5 separate regions of the Mus musculus genome follow, and all the other regions are linked to region 1. The links are chromatin contacts, called in public HiChIP or PLAC-seq, Micro-C and promoter capture Hi-C maps. All regions are on one chromosome and are shown on one strand. The core of a region is the stretch at or near the end of the contact, and the rest is flanking DNA. Distances in the headings are between cores, read along the strand shown.

What was found. Promoter capture Hi-C pulls out the DNA fragments that hold promoters and counts their contacts. Hi-C and Micro-C count contacts between places; a contact is called where the count stands out from the background. HiChIP or PLAC-seq counts read pairs in DNA pulled down with a chosen protein or histone mark.
Region 2: an HNF4G HiChIP or PLAC-seq map of pancreatic cancer cells shows a contact between it and region 1. The contact joins the enhancer-like site here to the promoter of Pfn1 in region 1. A contact is called at or near these places in 1 of 39 promoter capture datasets (embryonic stem cells) and 3 of 115 datasets of contacts at active chromatin or transcription factors (embryonic forebrain, embryonic stem cells and pancreatic cancer cells).
Region 3: a contact with region 1 is called in a Micro-C map of embryonic stem cells, with 2.8 times the contacts expected there. The contact joins the promoter of Mybbp1a here to the promoter of Pfn1 in region 1. A contact is called at or near these places in 3 of 39 promoter capture datasets (all in embryonic stem cells), 2 of 484 Hi-C or Micro-C datasets (embryonic fibroblasts and embryonic stem cells), 5 of 115 datasets of contacts at active chromatin or transcription factors (embryonic forebrain, embryonic stem cells and large pre-B cells) and 1 of 9 other capture datasets (embryonic stem cells).
Region 4: a contact with region 1 is called in a promoter capture Hi-C map of pre-B cells, with 2.3 times the contacts expected there. The contact joins the promoter of Slc25a35 here to the promoter of Pfn1 in region 1. A contact is called at or near these places in 2 of 39 promoter capture datasets (liver and pre-B cells), 2 of 115 datasets of contacts at active chromatin or transcription factors (embryonic limb bud and pancreatic cancer cells) and 1 of 9 other capture datasets (liver).
Region 5: a contact with region 1 is called in a promoter capture Hi-C map of pre-B cells, with 4 times the contacts expected there. The contact joins the promoter of Atp1b2 here to the promoter of Pfn1 in region 1. A contact is called at or near these places in 2 of 39 promoter capture datasets (hippocampal neurons and pre-B cells) and 1 of 115 datasets of contacts at active chromatin or transcription factors (embryonic forebrain).

The regions. Positions count from the first base shown.
Region 1 is chr11:70,652,814-70,656,192 of GRCm38.p6, forward strand. It overlaps Pfn1 (profilin 1), which reads right to left and starts at 1,837. Exons shown (of 3, transcript NM_011072.4): 1 at 1,536-1,837; 2 at 1-166. The coding sequence starts at 1,667. It also overlaps a transcript of Eno3 not described here.
Region 2 is chr11:72,465,776-72,469,154 of GRCm38.p6, forward strand. The region is part of intron 2 of Spns2 (spinster homolog 2); the gene reads right to left. Among named protein-coding and RNA genes, the nearest start is that of Gm40194, 10 kb to the left of the region's middle. Within about 2 kb of position 1,511, at least 162 of the 459 cell types and tissues checked have an H3K27ac peak or open chromatin away from gene starts, as enhancers often do. A contact at or near this core is called in pancreatic cancer cells, where this site is marked.
Region 3 is chr11:72,439,757-72,443,135 of GRCm38.p6, forward strand. It overlaps Mybbp1a (MYB binding protein (P160) 1a), which reads left to right and starts at 1,571. Exons shown (of 26, transcript NM_016776.3): 1 at 1,571-1,819; 2 at 1,922-2,017; 3 at 2,644-2,727; 4 at 2,814-2,888; 5 at 2,990-3,097. The coding sequence starts at 1,628.
Region 4 is chr11:68,966,223-68,969,601 of GRCm38.p6, forward strand. It overlaps Slc25a35 (solute carrier family 25, member 35), which reads left to right and starts at 1,909. Exons shown (of 5, transcript NM_028048.2): 1 at 1,909-2,815. The coding sequence starts at 2,441.
Region 5 is chr11:69,604,385-69,607,763 of GRCm38.p6, forward strand. Atp1b2 (ATPase, Na+/K+ transporting, beta 2 polypeptide) reads right to left here and starts at 1,576. Exons shown (of 7, transcript NM_013415.6): 1 at 877-1,576. The coding sequence starts at 988.

The DNA.
Region 1 (3,379 bases), core at 587-3,086:
TGAAGGTGGGGGCTCCTCCGGTGCTCTTGGTACGAAGATCCATTGTAAATTCCCCGTCTTGCAGCAGTGAGTCCCGGATCACAGAACATTTCTGGCCCCCAAGTGTCAGCCCATTGACGAAAAAACTTGACCGGTCTTTGCCTACCAGGACACCAACCTCAGCTGGCTAAAAGAATTAATCACCTCATTAAGTTAGTGCACCTGCATAACTTGTCCTCTTATGTACTGTGGAGCTGGAGTTGAGGGTGCTTCATCCACACCACCAAAAGTTGGGGGGAAAACCCAGTACTGTGGGTATTGCAGAGACCGATCATGGTCCTAAAGTCTGGTAAATGGGTCAAGGAGGAAAAAGTATTCCTCTGAAGTCTTAGATGTTCATGCTTAATAGGGAAAGCAAATGCTGGGTACCAGAAATCGATCAATGATCGAGGGGGAGCCTTTGGATGCTCAGAACAGCCCTTCAGGAAAAGCAGAAGCAAAGAGGGGAAGGGAGGGGGTAGGAAGGGAGGAGAAGTAACTTTGTCCTTATTTGGTCAAAGGTTCTGCAGGCGTTGTTAGGAGCCCGGACGCCTGGGTCTCCGGGTAACCTGGAGTTTGGGTCCAGGTAGCTATGCCCCAAGATAAGGAAGCTGACCCCGGGGGCTCTCTAATTAAGTTCAAAAAGTTTATTAGGGCAGGAGACTAGTCTGTGTGTGAGTCTAGACATCCCAGAGAACCTTTCTCCTTCTCCCCCTTAAACCCCCAAACCCCTATATCCGGTACCCTCCCGCCCGGAAATCCCCTCCCCCCATTCGAACTTCCGCTCCCCCTCCCCACTTCCGGGCAGTGTGGTCAGGGAAGGTGGTGGTAGGGACAGCAGCAACCTTATTCCTTCACTTTTACCGTCTCAGAACTTCTCACAAAGTTCCCCTACGCCGGGCCCGGGCGGATGGCGGGAAGGGAGGGCGAGGGGACTTCCGGAATCGGCCTCCCAGGAATGTTGAGGCTAACGTGCCGACTTGGGGGGTGTGTGTGTGTGTGGCGGCCTCGCCCTCTCTAACGGAGCTGGGAGGGGCAGGGTGGCTACCGAGGTCCGGCCCGGGCCCAAGGCCACGCGCCTGGCGCTCCCATCAGCGTCAGGGGGAACAATGGTGGAGGGAGAGCGAGCATTCGGCCCGAAGGGGAGTCCAGGCTCCGGAGCCCCTTATCAATCATAATCCCGGGCTAAAACTGCAGCGCGTGCCCGCCCCGCCCTGGAGGAGGCGGAAGTGGGCCGCCGCACCGGCCGCCGCGCCCCTCCCCGCCCTGGGCCCCGGATGTAACGCCCGGTCGCAGAAAGCGGGGCGGCGGGCGAGATGGGCGCCGCCGCCGAGGGGCGTAGAGCCCGGGGAACCACAGAGGGAGCCAGTCTCACGCAGCCGCCATTCGCCCCGCCGATGGGAGAGGACCGGATCACGGCCTCCCGCTGCCCTCGCTCGCCTGCGCCCGCCCCCACCCCAGTCCCCCAGAGGGTCTAAGGCCGGTCACTGCTCGGGACCGCACGAGCCTCGCAGTACCGTAATGCTAACGAAGGTCTTCCCGGGGACGGCGGCCCAGACGGAGGGCGAGTCCTTGTAGCCTACGATGGCCGCGTCCTGACAGGTCCCGTCCGCCATAAGGCTGTCGATGTAGGCGTTCCACCCGGCCATGGCGCTGCTGCTGGGGCTGCTCTGCGGGCTGTTGCTGGGATCGCGGGCTCGGGCTCGGGCTGGCGGGCGGGGGAAGGCAGAGAGCTCGGGGCACGCGCTGCCGTCCGGAACGCGGCTCTGTTAGCTGTGCAGCAGCCCTCGCACCGCCACTTCCTGCTCCTCCCCCCCCCCTCTAGATTTTTATTTGCAAAGGGCGGCGGGGCGGGGCCTGCGCCCCATTCCCTCCCTCCATCCTCCCCCCCCCCCCGCCGGGCCAGATAGCGAACTTTTGCAAATGCAATTTTTAAAAAACCCTCCCCCCACTTTGCAAAATTTGCCGAGTTCGATGGAAAGCCACGCCAAAGGCTATATAGAGTGGTGGTGGCAGGAGAGGTTAAGGTTAGGGCTCGCTCCGATTCATCCTGAATACCACTTGGCTATAGAAGGAGGAAGCCAGAGGAAGCAGGGAAAGAAAAAGAAAAAAAAAAAAAAAAGAAAATTAGTAAGGTTGAGCAAGTTGAAGTGGGTTCGGGGAACCCAGGGTTAAACCGAATCATTCCTCCACCCCCCAACCCCCACCTCCGCGGGAGGGAAGGAACGGCGGGCGGCGGCGCGTGCGCCCGCGCCTGCGCCGGGGCAGTGAGAAGCCAGCGCGTGGGGCGGTTGGGGCTAGCGGCTTGGCTGCGTGAGCGCGCGCCTGGCGGGACACATTTGGACCATCCGAGGAGGGAAGACGCGTCCCCAGCAGTCGGGACGGGCAGACGCCCCGGGTTGGGCCCTGCTGCCTTCTCCACATTTATCTAAACGATAAGGGAGCAAAAGTGAAATCGATATAATACTCTAGTCATTTTCAGTACTAAAGGTCTCTCCAACCAGGGCACCTGTCCCAACCGTCTGCCATGTACAGCGCACACGTTGGGTTCATTCGAGCGCGTCCCTAGATTCCCGAGGAATCATTCCCTTCGCTGGATCCGCTCCAGCTCAGCCTCGCCCCATGCCTGAACCCTGTCTACAGAGGTCACTGAATAGGGGCGCCACCCGGGTGACACGACGGGACTCATTTTTCAAGGCGGAAGAATACTAAAGTACCAAGGATGACAACTTTTATAAGAAGAGGAAAGTCCCCTCTACTTTGGACGCACTGGGGCTTTCTTCTTTTCCAGAAAAACTTTTGCTAAGTATTTATGTGCGGTCAGCTCACTCGCCGCCGAGCAGGTCTAGGGGCGAATGGCAGGCCACTGAGGCTGGAGGGAGTAAAGGAGTCACCCGGGACCCTGGCCTCCGAGGGGCTCGGCCGCTTCCGGTCCCTCGGAGGAGGGGCGCCAGGGTGTGCAGCCTCTCCCAGTGGAAGTACTTGGTTCGCTGCCTTTTGGAGCCGGGTTGGGTTCCCTGACGTTCATCCCCAAATTCTGGCTCCCCACGCCCCCCAGCCGAGGTTCTTCGACAGCCGCGTGGCTGAGTCACGGGCGGGGCCGCGCTGGGGCACGTGGCGGCCTGCGCCCGCCATCCCTTGACCTCTGATCTGCGCGCCTCCTGCCCGGGGGTGGAAAAATCCCGCAGGGAGCGGCAGGAGATAAGAGAGGAGGGGCGGGACAGGGACGCCACGACAGGTGGGGACCCTAGGGTGGAGGCAAGGAGGGCGACCCCGTGGGGAGGGCCGACGGGGAGGAGCGCTCGAGAGCCGGCCGCCGCGTGAGTCACCAGCTCCAGCGCCGGCGAGTGAAAAGATGAGG
Region 2 (3,379 bases), core at 261-2,760, 1.8 Mb after region 1:
GACGATCCTGCAGCCTCGGGTGGAATCTGGCAAAAACCAAGCCATTTCTGTGACCGAGGTGAGGTTGATGCATTGGCCATTCCTGTTCGAACATCTCTGCCAAACATCTCTGCTGCTCTGTACAGCCAGAGTCCAGTGTTGCCTTAGAGTATGATAGACATTATCATAAAATTTTATTGAGAATACATGTATGAGAGAGAAGACAGATCATACAGTATTAAATAGAAGAGACGGTGACATTTCAACTCAGCAAAGACCTGCAGGAGACAAGGAAACAGTCATAGAAGTACCGGGGAAAGGAGAGCTAGAGTGCACTTGGTGTGTTTGCGGGGCGTGAAAGAGGCCAGAGTGTCTGAAGCAAAGTGACGGAGGGGGAAGGGTGGAAGACAAGGCTAAGAGGCCAGATGGAGTGGGATCCTCACGGGGAAGGCAGGAGATGCTGAACAAAGAACTAATGACCTGGTTTGGCTCTGCTGGGACAAGAGCACAGTAATGTTCAGGGACTTGGGAGAGAATGCCACTGTTGATGATGGGAGGGGTTGGTGTTCTAGGTGAGATACAGAGATCCAGGTAGAATAGAGGCCAACTACACAGACAGGGAGTCCCCTCTGTCTCATGGAAGGCAGTCCCACTGCCAGTAGGCAGATGGCCAGACAACACTGACCTCTGTACGCTAGGTTCATGTGTATGTGGTTTAGCAGCCTCTGGGGAGACAGTATTTAGGGGGAGGAGCAATGACGAGAGGAAGGGCGTGAGCAGGGCAAAGTGGGTTGCTCAGAGTAGCATGAAGGGTTCTTTTCTCCGCTAGACTTGAAAACACAGGAGAGGGGACCTGGTAATTCAGGTCTGTGACTTAAGCTTTGGGCAGAATCAGTCCTTGCGCCATAGGGTTCAACCCCAGCTCTGCACCTTCTTAGGTAGGCTCCTTTGCCAGGTCACATCTCTGTCATTGTCAGCCTCATTGATGTGCTGGTAAATGTGTAGAAACAGGTTCTCTAAAAAGGGACAGAGGAGGGGCCCCACGATGCCTGGGGGTTGTGCATCTCCACAGTATAAACACTCTACCCGGCTGAGGCCAAGTCACCTAAGAGATGTGAAGCTCAGAGCTTAGTACCTTGTTCAGTCATAGGCGTTTCCACCATTCAGATAAAAGGAGTTTACCTTAAGCACACTGATAATGTCTTGATGTAAGAAAGTAATTAGGAAGCGATGACTTCTGAGAATTTATCAGCTTCTTTCAGTACAGATCACTCAGTTGTAAGTTTATTATGATTTAGTTCTAACAATGGCTGTGTCTAACAATCGGCTCACACAATTCCTAAAAATTTAACAATCGACTCTCATGAGCCACTCTAAGCCAGCTCCCCACGCCAACTTCCTCATCTGTAAAATGAAGATAAAAATAGCTGCTGCTCTGGTGGCTTGAGTATTGGATGAGACAGTGTGGGGGAAGGTGCTTCATGCCCTGCCCTCCGAGGCGCAGGCTGGGTCAACAAGGCTCGTGTTTACATTAGCCAGGGCCAGTATTATTTCCTTACATCTACAGAAAGAATGCTTTCTTGTCAGCTCTGCCTCCTAAGACCTGCCCAAGATCAGATCAGGATGTGGACGAGGAAAAGCTTAGTCTCAAAGGGCTTACACATGTTTAGAGGGGAAGAGGAACAACTGCCTTCTGTATGCCAGTCTGAACTGGGTGGGGAGTGGGCAGAGACAATCTGAGTAGGCAGTGCCTCTTGTCTAGCCAAAGTGCAGGTCCTACCATGAATTGCACAGCTTGATGTACTTAAAGCCTGTGAATCAGTAAGGGTCACCAAATCCTGCTAATGTCAAAGTGGGTAATGAAACGTGCCTAGGAGTTCACCATGATGACAACACATGCACACACACACACACACACACACACACACACACACCACTCTCTCGCTCCCCCTCACACTATCTCTCACACACAGTCACACACACGCACACATGCACACATACTCTCACACACACGCACACACACTCTCACACACACACATTATCTCTCATACACAGTCACACACATGCACACATGCACACATACTCTCTCACACAACACACGAACACACACATACTCTCTCACACACACATACTCTCTCACATACATACTCACACACACATGCACACACACATACTCTCTCACACACTCACACACACATACTCTCACACACACACATACTCTCTCACACACATTCTCTCACACACACACACTATCTCTTACACACAGTCACACATACTCTCACACACACACGCACACACACTCTCTCTCTCACACACACACACACAAGCACACACACATACTCTCACACACACTGACACACACACACACACACACACAGAGGCACGCACACACTGTCACAGGCACGCGCACACTGTCACATTCACACACACATTATATAAATTTCAAGTCTTCTAATCATATTGTACGATGGTTAATGAAGCACGATGCTTATTGTTAATAACGCCTGCAGTTGTCACTGATGGATCAGTTATGACAGACCAGGCCCTGGACACACACTTGGCACATGCATTCATCATTTCTGTCGATTCTCTCTCTAACTTCATCTTACAGAGAAGATGACCCAGCTGAAAGAAGTGATGTCACAGGGCAACTGTATGTCTGAGTCAAAATTAAACTGTAGTTTAGCTGACTCTGAAGCCCTCGCTTTAAATCATATCACTTGATGCTAGACTGGGAAGAGGATGGTCCCCACAGACGCCCCTGACGTCAGAGAATATTCATGCTATACTGGGAACAGCAGGAGATGGGTCAGGCTGCAGCGTGAGAAGGCCACAGGGGGACACACGTCCCTAGAGACCAGGACTGGGCTTACATTCTGAGGCCTAGCATGTCCCATCCCACCCCTGTGAAGGGAGTGCTTTCAAAAGCCCTCACTGAGTGACTGAAGGAACCTGAGGCAGGCACCTGGACCTTGGCCACATGGCACCATTTTCAGCAGGGCCGTCTGGCTCTCCCACTCTGGCTTTTTGCTCCTGCAGTGGGTAGGATCACTGCAGCTAGGTAGGCTCCCAGAACAGCAGTGCACGTGTTTCCACCTGCCAGTCAGGCCTGCCGTGCTCCCAAGCTCCTCCATTCCATCAGAAAACTTGAGCCCTACTTTTCTGTACCCACATTACAGCTGGAGCCACTGAGGCCCCAGCGAGTAGAGAGACTCATCCTAGATGACTTAGCCAGCTTGCCAGTCTTATGACTTCCTTTAAGAACAAAGGAATTCAGGGTCAGGAATGTGCCAGGTCACCTTTGCAGCCTGATGAGGAGCCTCCAGCTCTTCCTAGCCCTCAGGGGTATCACTGGCCAATGGCAGTCCCTGTACGCTGCTAGGATAGGTACAGGAGGAAC
Region 3 (3,379 bases), core at 321-2,820, 1.8 Mb after region 1:
TGATTCCACCATCTATTCAACGATTTTAGCTTTTAGCCTGGTGTCCTTTCTAGCAAATCATCTCCTTTGGCCCAGGTCATCGCCTACGTTGACATTTGCCATAGGTTAGCCAAGGCCTTACTCCAGCATAATTCACTGCCTCGGTACTCACAGCCACGGGCTGTGGCTGCTCTCAGCTAACAGTTGACCTTTTAAAACTGTAAATCAGATGTAAATCCTCCCTGCACTCTCTGAAGAAATTCTGAACCCTTGAGCCTGGCCCTGGGTTCTATATAACCTTGCTCCTGGCACCTGAGTCCTCCTCCTCACCTTACTGACCTCATTCCCGTAAGAGATGAGTGGCCTCTGTAGAAGAAATGTCCTTGGCCTGCTCTTAGATTTTTGCCCTGGGGACAATAGAGCCCATCTTGTCCCTCAGCTGTCAGCTCACATGTCAGTCTTGTCATGGTCTCTTAAATAGAATCTTAGAATCTATAGAATTTTCCCTTTAATTTTTTTTTTGGTTTTGTTTTTGTGTGTGTGTGTGGTTTTGGGTTTTTTGGTTTTTTTTGTTTTGTTTTGTTTTGGTTTGGTTTGGTTTTTCGAGACAGGGTTTCTCTGTGTAGCCCTGGCTGCCCTGGAACTCACTTTGTAGACCAGGCTGGCCTTGAACTCAGAAATCCACCTGCCTCTGCCTCCCAAGTGCTGGGATCAAAGGTGTGCACCACCATGCCCGGCTTCCCTTTAATTTTTTTTTTTTAAGAAAATGTTGTTTATTTTATTTTATTTTTTTTTTTGTTTTTTGTTTTTTTTTTTTTTTTGGTTTTTCGAGACAGGGTTTCTCTGTATAGTCTTGGCTGTCCTGGAACTCACTTTGTAGACCAGGCTGGCCTCAAACTCAGAAATCCGCCTGTCTCTGCCTCCCAAGTGCTGGGATTAAAGGCGTGTGCCACCACCTCCCGGCTGTTTATTTTTATGAATACACTGTATCTGTCTTCAGACACACCAGAAGAGTGGATTGGATCCCATTACAGATGGTTGTGAGCCACCATGTGGTTGCTGGGAACTGAACTCAGGACCTCTGGAAGAGTAGTCAGAGCTCTTAACCGATGAGCCATCTCTCCAGCCCCTCCCTTTAATTTTTAACAGGCGATGTTTTCACGTTTTTTAACATTTAAAAGGCTCCCTCTGCTCCCTACATTCCTTATTTTCCTCATAACTATCATTTAAAATGTATTTGTCTACTCGTTCATCAACCATCTCTTCCCACTAGAAAGGAAGTCCACAGAAGCCGCGGCTTTGTTCGGATGCACACAATAAAAGCGGAATAATAGCGGATGTCTCGGACTAGATCGCGAGCAGACCCGGGTCTGGGAAGAGATCATACTACGGCTTTTTCGTGGATTTGTTTGCACCTCCGGTCGTCAGGAACTCCTCCAGGTTAAAGGAAGAGATCGAAGCATCAGTTTCTGAGCACACGCGCGTGTGAGAACACTCTGCTCCACCCACAGCCACAAGGGAAAGGCAAGGCCGTACGGAAGCCACTTCCAACCTGCTAGGCCCCGCCCTCACTCGGACGTCCCAGTGCGCAGGCGCCGAGACCTGACCTGGAAGTGACTGTCTTCTGAGCCCACGTGTTTGGCTCAGCATGGCGGAGATGAAGAGCCCCACGAAAGCTGAGCCTGCGACTCCCGCAGAAGCGGCGCAAAGCGACCGCCACAGCCTGCTGGAGCACAGCCGCGAGTTCTTGGACTTCTTCTGGGACATTGCGAAACCGGATCAGGAAACGCGGCTCCGGGCCACGGAGAAGTTGTTGGAGTACTTGCGCACAAGGCCCAATGTATGATGGAGGGGCCCAGGCCCATCGTGGCTCTGGATGCAAGGGGGAGGGGTGGGCCCTTCAGATCACTGTTGAACACGAGGGATGTTCTTGGTTCCGTAGGATTCGGAGATGAAATATGCCCTGAAGCGCCTAATCACTGGGCTTGGGGTGGGCCGAGAAGCCGCTAGGCCCTGCTACAGCCTGGCGCTGGCACAGGTGAGACTGTGTGTCTGGCAAGGGCACGATCTCGCTGGGCAAAGGTGGCGTCTAAGGGTAGGGGGCACCGAAGCTGCGGGGTAAGAAGAAATCCGAGATGCTTCAGAGGGGATACAGGCATCCTTACTTGGGTGGGAGGAAGTGCCAAAACATGGCCTATGTACAGCAAAGTCCAGGCAGGTGGAAGAGTTGAACACGTTTTCTTTCTGATACACGTTTATCAGCTACAGAGTATTAGCTACAGTTACTGGAAGTAGTGAACTTTGAGGTTGATTTCTGCAAGGTTGGGGAGCCGCCTCCAGGTTAGGAAGGCAACTGATGACAGACCACGTAGAAATTTGTACAGCAAAAAGCAATGAAGACTAACCAGCCTCAAGGCAACTCAGAACAGGATCTTTGGATGGGATGGGTTTTCCCAAGAGGTACAGAAGCAGCCTAGGCCTTCTGAAGCCTTGATGGAGGTGGGGCTTAGCCATGTAAGATGTGGTCCCTTGAAAGCAGTAGCGCTTGTGAGGGATGGGAGGAGCACGGAGATTATATTGGGGAAAGCTGAAGGAGGGAAATGGACTTGGTCTGGTTTGTTGTCCCTGGGCCACTCCTGAGCTCTTTCTGGTCTTGCCTGGTAGCTGTTGCAGTCTTTTGAAGACATCCCATTGTGTGACATCCTGGATCAGATACAAGAAAAATACAGCCTACAAGCCATGAACAAGGTGCGTGAGATTCCCAGACAGACAACCTGCTCCTGAACAGCTATGGGGAGGGACCCTCTTCACCTGTGTTTTCAATCTTTTTCTAGGCAATGATGAGACCTAGTCTCTTTGCAAACCTTTTTGGAGTGCTAGCCCTCTTTCAGTCAGGCCGCCTAGTGAAGGTAAGAGCTTTTGGCACGGGGCGCAGGGACTGGTTTAGGGCTGGAGGGGAACAGATGGTAACAGACCCTGCTCTTCACCTTTTGCTCTCTGTGGATACCAGGACAAAGAGGCCCTGATGAAGTCCGTGCAATTGCTGAAGATCCTGTCCCAACACCCCAACCACTTACAGGGACAGCCAATAAAGGCTCTGGTGGACATCCTCTCTGAGGTAGAGAATCACAAGTCATGCCGTCTGATTTGGGAAACGTTGAAAAGATTTGGGTAGGAACATGATGAGGACAGATGGTTTGACCATGCAACTGGTATGAGGAGGTTGTTTGTTTGTTTGTTATTCCTCTCTCACCAACTATCTTAAATCTGCCTTGTCTTTCAGGGTCTCAGCACATGTCCACTCAGTTAGGCAGTTCAGATACTCCATAACCCTCTCTGGTGGCCTTTGTGTGGCTAGTGTGGGTCTGGAACAGTGCTTGTCAATGCCTGAGTATGTAGA
Region 4 (3,379 bases), core at 659-3,158, 1.7 Mb before region 1:
AGGGTGAGTTCCAGTACAGCCAGGGCTACACAGAGGAACCCTGTCTCAAAACAAAGCAACAAAACTGGGTCCTGTGAAAGATCAGCCACTTGCTCTTATTTGCTGCCTTTAATCCCAGCACTTGGGAGACAGAGGCAGGCAGATTTCTGTGAGTTTGAGGTGAGCCTGGTCTACAGAGTGAGTTCCAAGACAGCCAGGGCTACACAGAGAAACTCTGCCTTGAGAAAGAATAAAAATTACTTAAAAAAAAACCAAAACAAACAAATAAACAAACAAAAAAAACCTTAAAATCTGTCAATCTCTTGGGCATCTGGTATTAAAGACAGAAAGTGTCACCCAGTAATGCTGAATGTTAAGCACCCAGGGGGACTTAGTGAAAGAATGTGGGGGTCCACCTGCAGAGTTCTTCTGGTTCAGGGAGTTTCCAGTGAGACTGGATGTATTTCTAAGTTCTCAGGCACTACTGCTGCTATAGCCACCATACTTTTGAGAACCCTAGGCTTTAAGCTCAGGGTGTGAAGCCAAGTGTGGTGTCACCCAGTAGGGCAGCAGGCTGGAAATCTTCAGCACTCCACATGCTGAGGCAGGAGGATTTTGAGTTTGAGGCTCCTAAAGGCTACACACAGCAAAGTTGTCTGGCAAACAACCTAAGACTCAGATCTGCCTCTCTCCCACCCCCAAGCTTCTAGAGTTTCCAGTATCGTGAAGTAGGGAAATTAACCACTAGCTAAGAACAATAGGAATGTTTTTGAGGTATTCCTAAAAATAGGTATGTTTGAGGAACAAAGTAGAATGAGGCTGAATAGGGACAACTTGAAAAGCCATCAGAAGATGCTCAACCTGACCTGAACGTCACCAAAGAAAGCTGCGGGGACCTCGGGGAAGTGGGAAGAGTTCTGTCAACTCCAGACTTCCCAGTAAATTACTGAGCGTGTAACACAAGGGCAACCTCTCCTTTGGAGTATGTCCCACAGATATTATCTCATTTTACAAGGGGTTCCTGAGAAGATAAGAAACTTGCCCACGGTCATCTATATAGTAGGAAGGAAAATATAAACCGGAATTCAGCGCTAAGCAGGGTAGTTGACTCAGGTGAGCCCTCTGCTTCTTCCTGCCGCCCAAATGACGCCACCTAAACTCCTACCTTCTTTCTCCAAGCTTTCTCTTTAAGCTCTTTTCCAGCCTCCCCCCCCCCCGGGCTCTTTCATAATTATTCATACGAATGAAGCAAGGACAAGAAACAAGTCTGTTTCTGTAACCTAAGCCTCGCTGAGGAGGAGATGGAAATCCTTGTCTTGACCTGCCCGGCCTCCTCTAGGTCATTGTGACGATCAAGAGCTTAATAAGATCAAGGTTTTGTTTTTTTTTTTTTTTTTCCCCTGGCTGGCCTTCAGGCCTCCCTCCCTGGGCGCCCGCAGCTGGCCACACCCTGGTACTAGACCCTACAGTTTACTCGGCCTTAGGGGATGGGTGCTGTCCAGCAGGTGTGTACCATCGCCCCGGCGGGCGGGACTGCAGTTTCCGGACTATCCTGGCATCCGAACAGCGCTGGGCGTGTCTGCGGTCAGGCAAACCCCAAACAGAGATGACCTGGGATTGAGGACGATCGCAGAGAGCCCGCCACCCACAGGAGTCGCTGCCCAACCCTCCGCGCTCAGCCTCTGCATCCCGGCCCACCCCAGTTCCTGGACAGTGATTAACAAAAACAAAAACCAAAAACATCTCCCCGCCTCCGGCACCCTCCCAATGCCAGGCCTGGGAGCCGGGGCGAGGAGAGTTAACCCAACCCGTTTTAGTTGAGGCCGAGGGCCCGGCCGATGGCAGCGCCTCCCATTGGCTGCTGAGCCGGCTCTTCGCTGATTGGCTGAGGCGCTCGGCTGCAGCTCTTGGAGAGTCCCCATTGGCGCTGCGTTCCAAGGACCCGAGAGTGGCCGCCCGGCCTCTGCAGACTACCTCGGGTAAAGGTGCTCTAGCTCCCGCAGCTACTTTGCCACGCTTATTCTTAGCCGGAATCCTAACTTCTTTCACAACCCTCCTCTCGCTGTTGTCGAGCCACCTTCGGCTTTTCCCTCTGATTCTTTTTCTGTTGTTGCTTTTCTTTTTCCTGCTTCTCCAGCTACCATTTCGTAACTCCGTTTTCCTAAGATACGCTCTGGTACCCCCATCCTAGGCATTCCCACCTGCCAGCTTCTAACTTCTGCTCCTCCCTGATCTCAGTTCCCTTGTCAACAGGGCCTTGTTGCCATACCCTACTACACTCCTCTTTCTTTCCTTTTGCTACCTTCTGATCCCCAAACTCCCTCTAACCTCACTTGACTTCTTGACATTTGACCCAGACAATTTAGCTCTCTTAAATTTCTACCTGTTGCAGCCTGGGCTTCAAAGAGCCAGGTGTTGTTCATATCCATCCCTGCTTTCTGAAGCTGTTTCTACCTTTACCATGGACTTCTTAATGAGTGGTGTAGCAGCCTGTGGAGCCTGTGTGTTCACCAATCCCTTGGAGGTTGTGAAGACCAGAATGCAATTGCAGGGAGAACTGCAGGCCCCAGGCACCTACCAGCGCCACTACCGAAACGTCTTCCACGCCTTCTTCACCATTGGCAAGGTGGATGGCCTAGCTGCCCTGCAGAAGGGCCTGGGCCCTGCGCTCTTGTACCAGTTCTTGATGAATGGCATCCGACTGGGCACCTACGGGCTGGCAGAGTCTCGGGGTTACCTGCACACTAATGAAGGCACCCACAGTCCTGTCCGCAGCGCCGCAGCTGGGGCCCTTGCTGGGGTCATGGGAGCATATCTGGGAAGCCCAATCTACATGGTAAGAAGAGGGGTCTGTCTGGTCTGGGGCTTTCAGAAAAGACTTTTGGCAGAGGGTGGGAGCCTGCCCTTTACAAAGGCATTGGTGACAGGGTGCTGTGCCCCATAAGCAGAAAATGGCACAGGAAAATGCTGGCAAGCTTCAAGGCCTTCTGATCTGCCTTATACACAGACACCCAACAGACTCTGCAATGTGTTGATGAAGATTACAGACTTAGCGTAAGGAGAACTCCTTTGAGTTGGGGTGTCATTTGTTTGTTGAGGCAGGGTCTCCCTATATTGTAGTATCAACACTTGCTCTTGTAGCCCAGCCTGGCTTCTAACTACAGTCCACCCTGAGTCTTCTCAGTGCTTCAGTTAACAGGTATGCATCCTAGCGGTATGCATTCAACTGAACTTTGAATCACACTTCCTAGCACTCATTGTTGCCATGTTGATAAGACAGGAATAATTATAGACTCTTGTGAAGTTGCTGAGAGGACTGAAGGAGACACATGAGATGTACATATGAAGGGTTCATATAGATCCCGGCAGATGGTGGGCATCTGACAATATTCCTCTCTTC
Region 5 (3,379 bases), core at 326-2,825, 1.0 Mb before region 1:
GTGGGTGGTCTGATGAAGACTGTGTCCAATCGATGTGGATATGTCGTAAATTATGTCACACAGAATCCCTTGTGCTTCAATTCTCCAGCTTGGCACTGTCTTGCAAGACTGTCAGTCACCCTTACCTCACCGGGTACCCATCAGCAGCCCCTGACTACCTAAGTCCTTGCACACCCATGAGGTAAGGGTAGAGAGTTCTTCCAAGGCATCTGAGTCCCATGTAAACACCCTGCCTGAGGATGTACCCATATCAGCACAGTGACCATTACTCCCTCCACCTCTGACATCTGAAAACCTCAAGCCTGGAAAAATACCATCCCTCCTGGCAGCCCCCCACCCACAAAGCAGCCACAGAGGACTCCAAACGCCCAATGGTGGAATACAGACAAACAACTTCCGCTGTTAAGAACCCCCCCTCCCAAGACCCCCCTGCCAGATCCGCCTCCTCATGAATGTTCCCAGGGTCCAAGGGGGTGGGTGAGAGCTAAAAATAAACGAGGTTGGCTAGCTAGTGAGAGCCAGAGGGAGAGTTAGGGCACTCTTCGGGGAGAGGGATGATGACCGTGTGCAGCCGCAGGGCCTGAGCCGGAGCGGGAGCGCCGTGGCACGGACACGCGCGCAGAGCCCGCGACCCCCCGCCCGAGGGGGCTCCGCGGGGGGCGGGCAGGCGGCAGTGACCTACTTTCTCCGCCTCCGCAGCGGCCAGTCAGAGAGATTAGACCGCTGATTCGGGGCCCCTCCCGATCCAAAGCCCGACAGTGGGGGCTGGACGCCAGGGACCCGGCAGGGGAGCTGGGGCGACGCCCGCGGGACCCTGCGCCCCAAAGGCATCGCCGAGCGGTCAGCTACCACCTTTCCCGCGCCAGCCCCGCGTACCCCAGCTGGTCCCGGTGCGCCCCATGAACTGGTGCGTCCGCGGGTTCCACACGAACTCCTTCCACTCCTCAACCACCTGCCCGCAGCTCTTCTTCTCTTTCTGGATGACCATCTTGGAGGCACGGGGCGAGTCCCGGCGCGCTGCTGGGGGCTGCGGAGAAGCCGGGGCGTCGCGCGCTGAAGCCCTCCACGCACCAAATGCGCGCGGGAGCGAGGCAGGGAGACTCCAGTCAGATATACAGCTGCTGCAAATTCCGGGGTGCACAGCCACGCACTGTGGTCTGCTGGCAGTGCGGCGAAGGTGCACCGAGGCTAGGCCCCCCGACTGCGATAGAAAGGGGGGCTGTCAAAACAGGGAAAGATAACCAGGGAAAGGGATGCCGAGGCACCTTCACCCCACACACCGCCTAGAAGCAAAACAAAAAGGGGTGCAAAACCAGACGGCTCCAAAATTCGAGCGAAACGCAGAAAAAGCGGGGTGCAAAGAAGCAGGGAAAGATGGGGGAGGGAGCCGCCCCGAAATCCGAGATGCAAAGAGGCTGTAGAACGCGGCAGGTGGCCGATTAAGGCTCCTCCGACAAACGGCGACAGCCACACCACAGTTGGCCCAGCCAGTGGGAGCTGGGGCGGGGACAAGCAGTTGTGGGGGAAAGACAAGGATAGGGGCCCCCCAATCGGAGGCTCCGCTCCTCAGCAGTGCGGGGAGCGCGAACCCTGCGCACAGTCTTTATAGTCTGTGACTCTGAGGGTGTCCGCCCCCTTCCCACCCACCCCTCAGGAACCCCGCCTCTTCGTTGCTCGCTCAGGAGACCTCATACATATGCAAATGAAGATGGATTGGACCCGCCCCCTGGCGCCTTTTTTTTTTTTTTTTTTTTTTTTTTTTTTGGTCCTAGCGGGTTCTTCCTACCCCAGACCCCAGGTACAGTACTGAAACAAGATTGGAAAAGAAGACAAGAGGGTGAGAGTCTGGGTAGACCTAAAGAAGAGAACACCTCCTGAGAGGCTCAAACTGAAAGACGAGCTGATACGTACTCAAAAGTGGGGGGCCCGGGGCAGGGAATTTAAAAAGAGACTAAGATAGAGTTACTTCGAAAGCCTCCGGAACAGAGGGCTGAATGTGAGAGGAATAAAGAAAAGCAAGCGCCAGACACCAAGAAAGAGCCTAGAAACTAGAACATAGAGAGGGATAGAAGCCACCACAGGACGCCCTTCTTCTCGGTTCCACTGGCTCCTTTGTCCAACCTACCTGTTCTCCATGACCAGGGTCCCTGCCATCTTTCCAAACTTGTTTGAGCCCCAAAATTTCCCTGTGTCCCTGATCTACAGCCAGGTCTGCATGGGTCCTGCCTTCCAGCCGCCCCTCCCCACCAGGTCTGATCTCCAGCCCACGCTTGCTGGAGCACCTACACCTGATGCCCCAGCTCTGGAACCTGGGTTCCCTTGGAGTGATGTTGCAGCCCAATAGCTTAAGAAGAAGAGGGGCAGGCTGGAGAGATGGCTCAGCAGTTAAGAGCACTGACTGCTCTTCTGAAGGTCCTGAGTTCAAATCCCAACAACCACATGGTGGCTCACAACCATCCATAATGAGATCTGACCTTGTGTGTCTGAAGACAGCTACAGTGTACTTACATATAATAATAAATAAATCGAAGGAGAAGGAGAAGGAGAAGGAGAAGGAGAAGGAGAGGAAGAGGAAGAGGAAGAGGAAGAGGAAGAGGAAGAGGAAGAGGAAGAAGGCCATTATCTTTATTTCTTTCTGTGGCAGGAACACCACAGTCCATACTTAGAGGAATTGGTTTTTTTCTTCTACCATGTGGATCCTGTACACAAGGCTAGCCTTGAAGAGATGCTCCTGCCTCTGCCCCCCACATTCTGGGTTTATAAAAATATGCCACTATGATATTTTATTACTCTCGGTGATGCTAGTAATGTGTTTTGTTTGTTTGTTTGGTTGGTTGGTTGGTTGGTTTTTATTTTTCTTTTCTTGAGACAGGATCCTGTTTATCTGAGGCTGGTCTGGGACACTGGTCTGAAGCAGCCAAGGTGGTTTCCACTCCTGAATACTGGGATTGCAGGTGTGTACCACCATATCCAGCTCCAGGGTTGCCTTCCTCTGCTGAAATTATAGGTGTTCATGACTATGTCTGACTGTAATTCCAATTTTACTCCAAGTATCACGGAAGTAATTCTAGCATTGTGAAATGACATAATTAAGTTTAATGGATCTTCCAGGCATGCTGGCCATATCTGGACTCAGCTACCTGGGATCCTGGGGTAAAAGGATTGATTGAGGTCAGGAGTTCAAGGTCATTCAGGACAGCATAACAAGACCCTAACTCAGAAGAAGAAGGAGGAAGAGGAGGAGGAGGAAGAGGAGGAGGAGGAGGAGGAGGAGGAGGAGGAGGCAGCAGAAAGAAGAGCCAGATATGTTAATCCATGCTAGTAGCCCAAACTGAAGGTGTGAGGATAATGTTTGAAGCCAGCCTGGGCTAATAGAGAA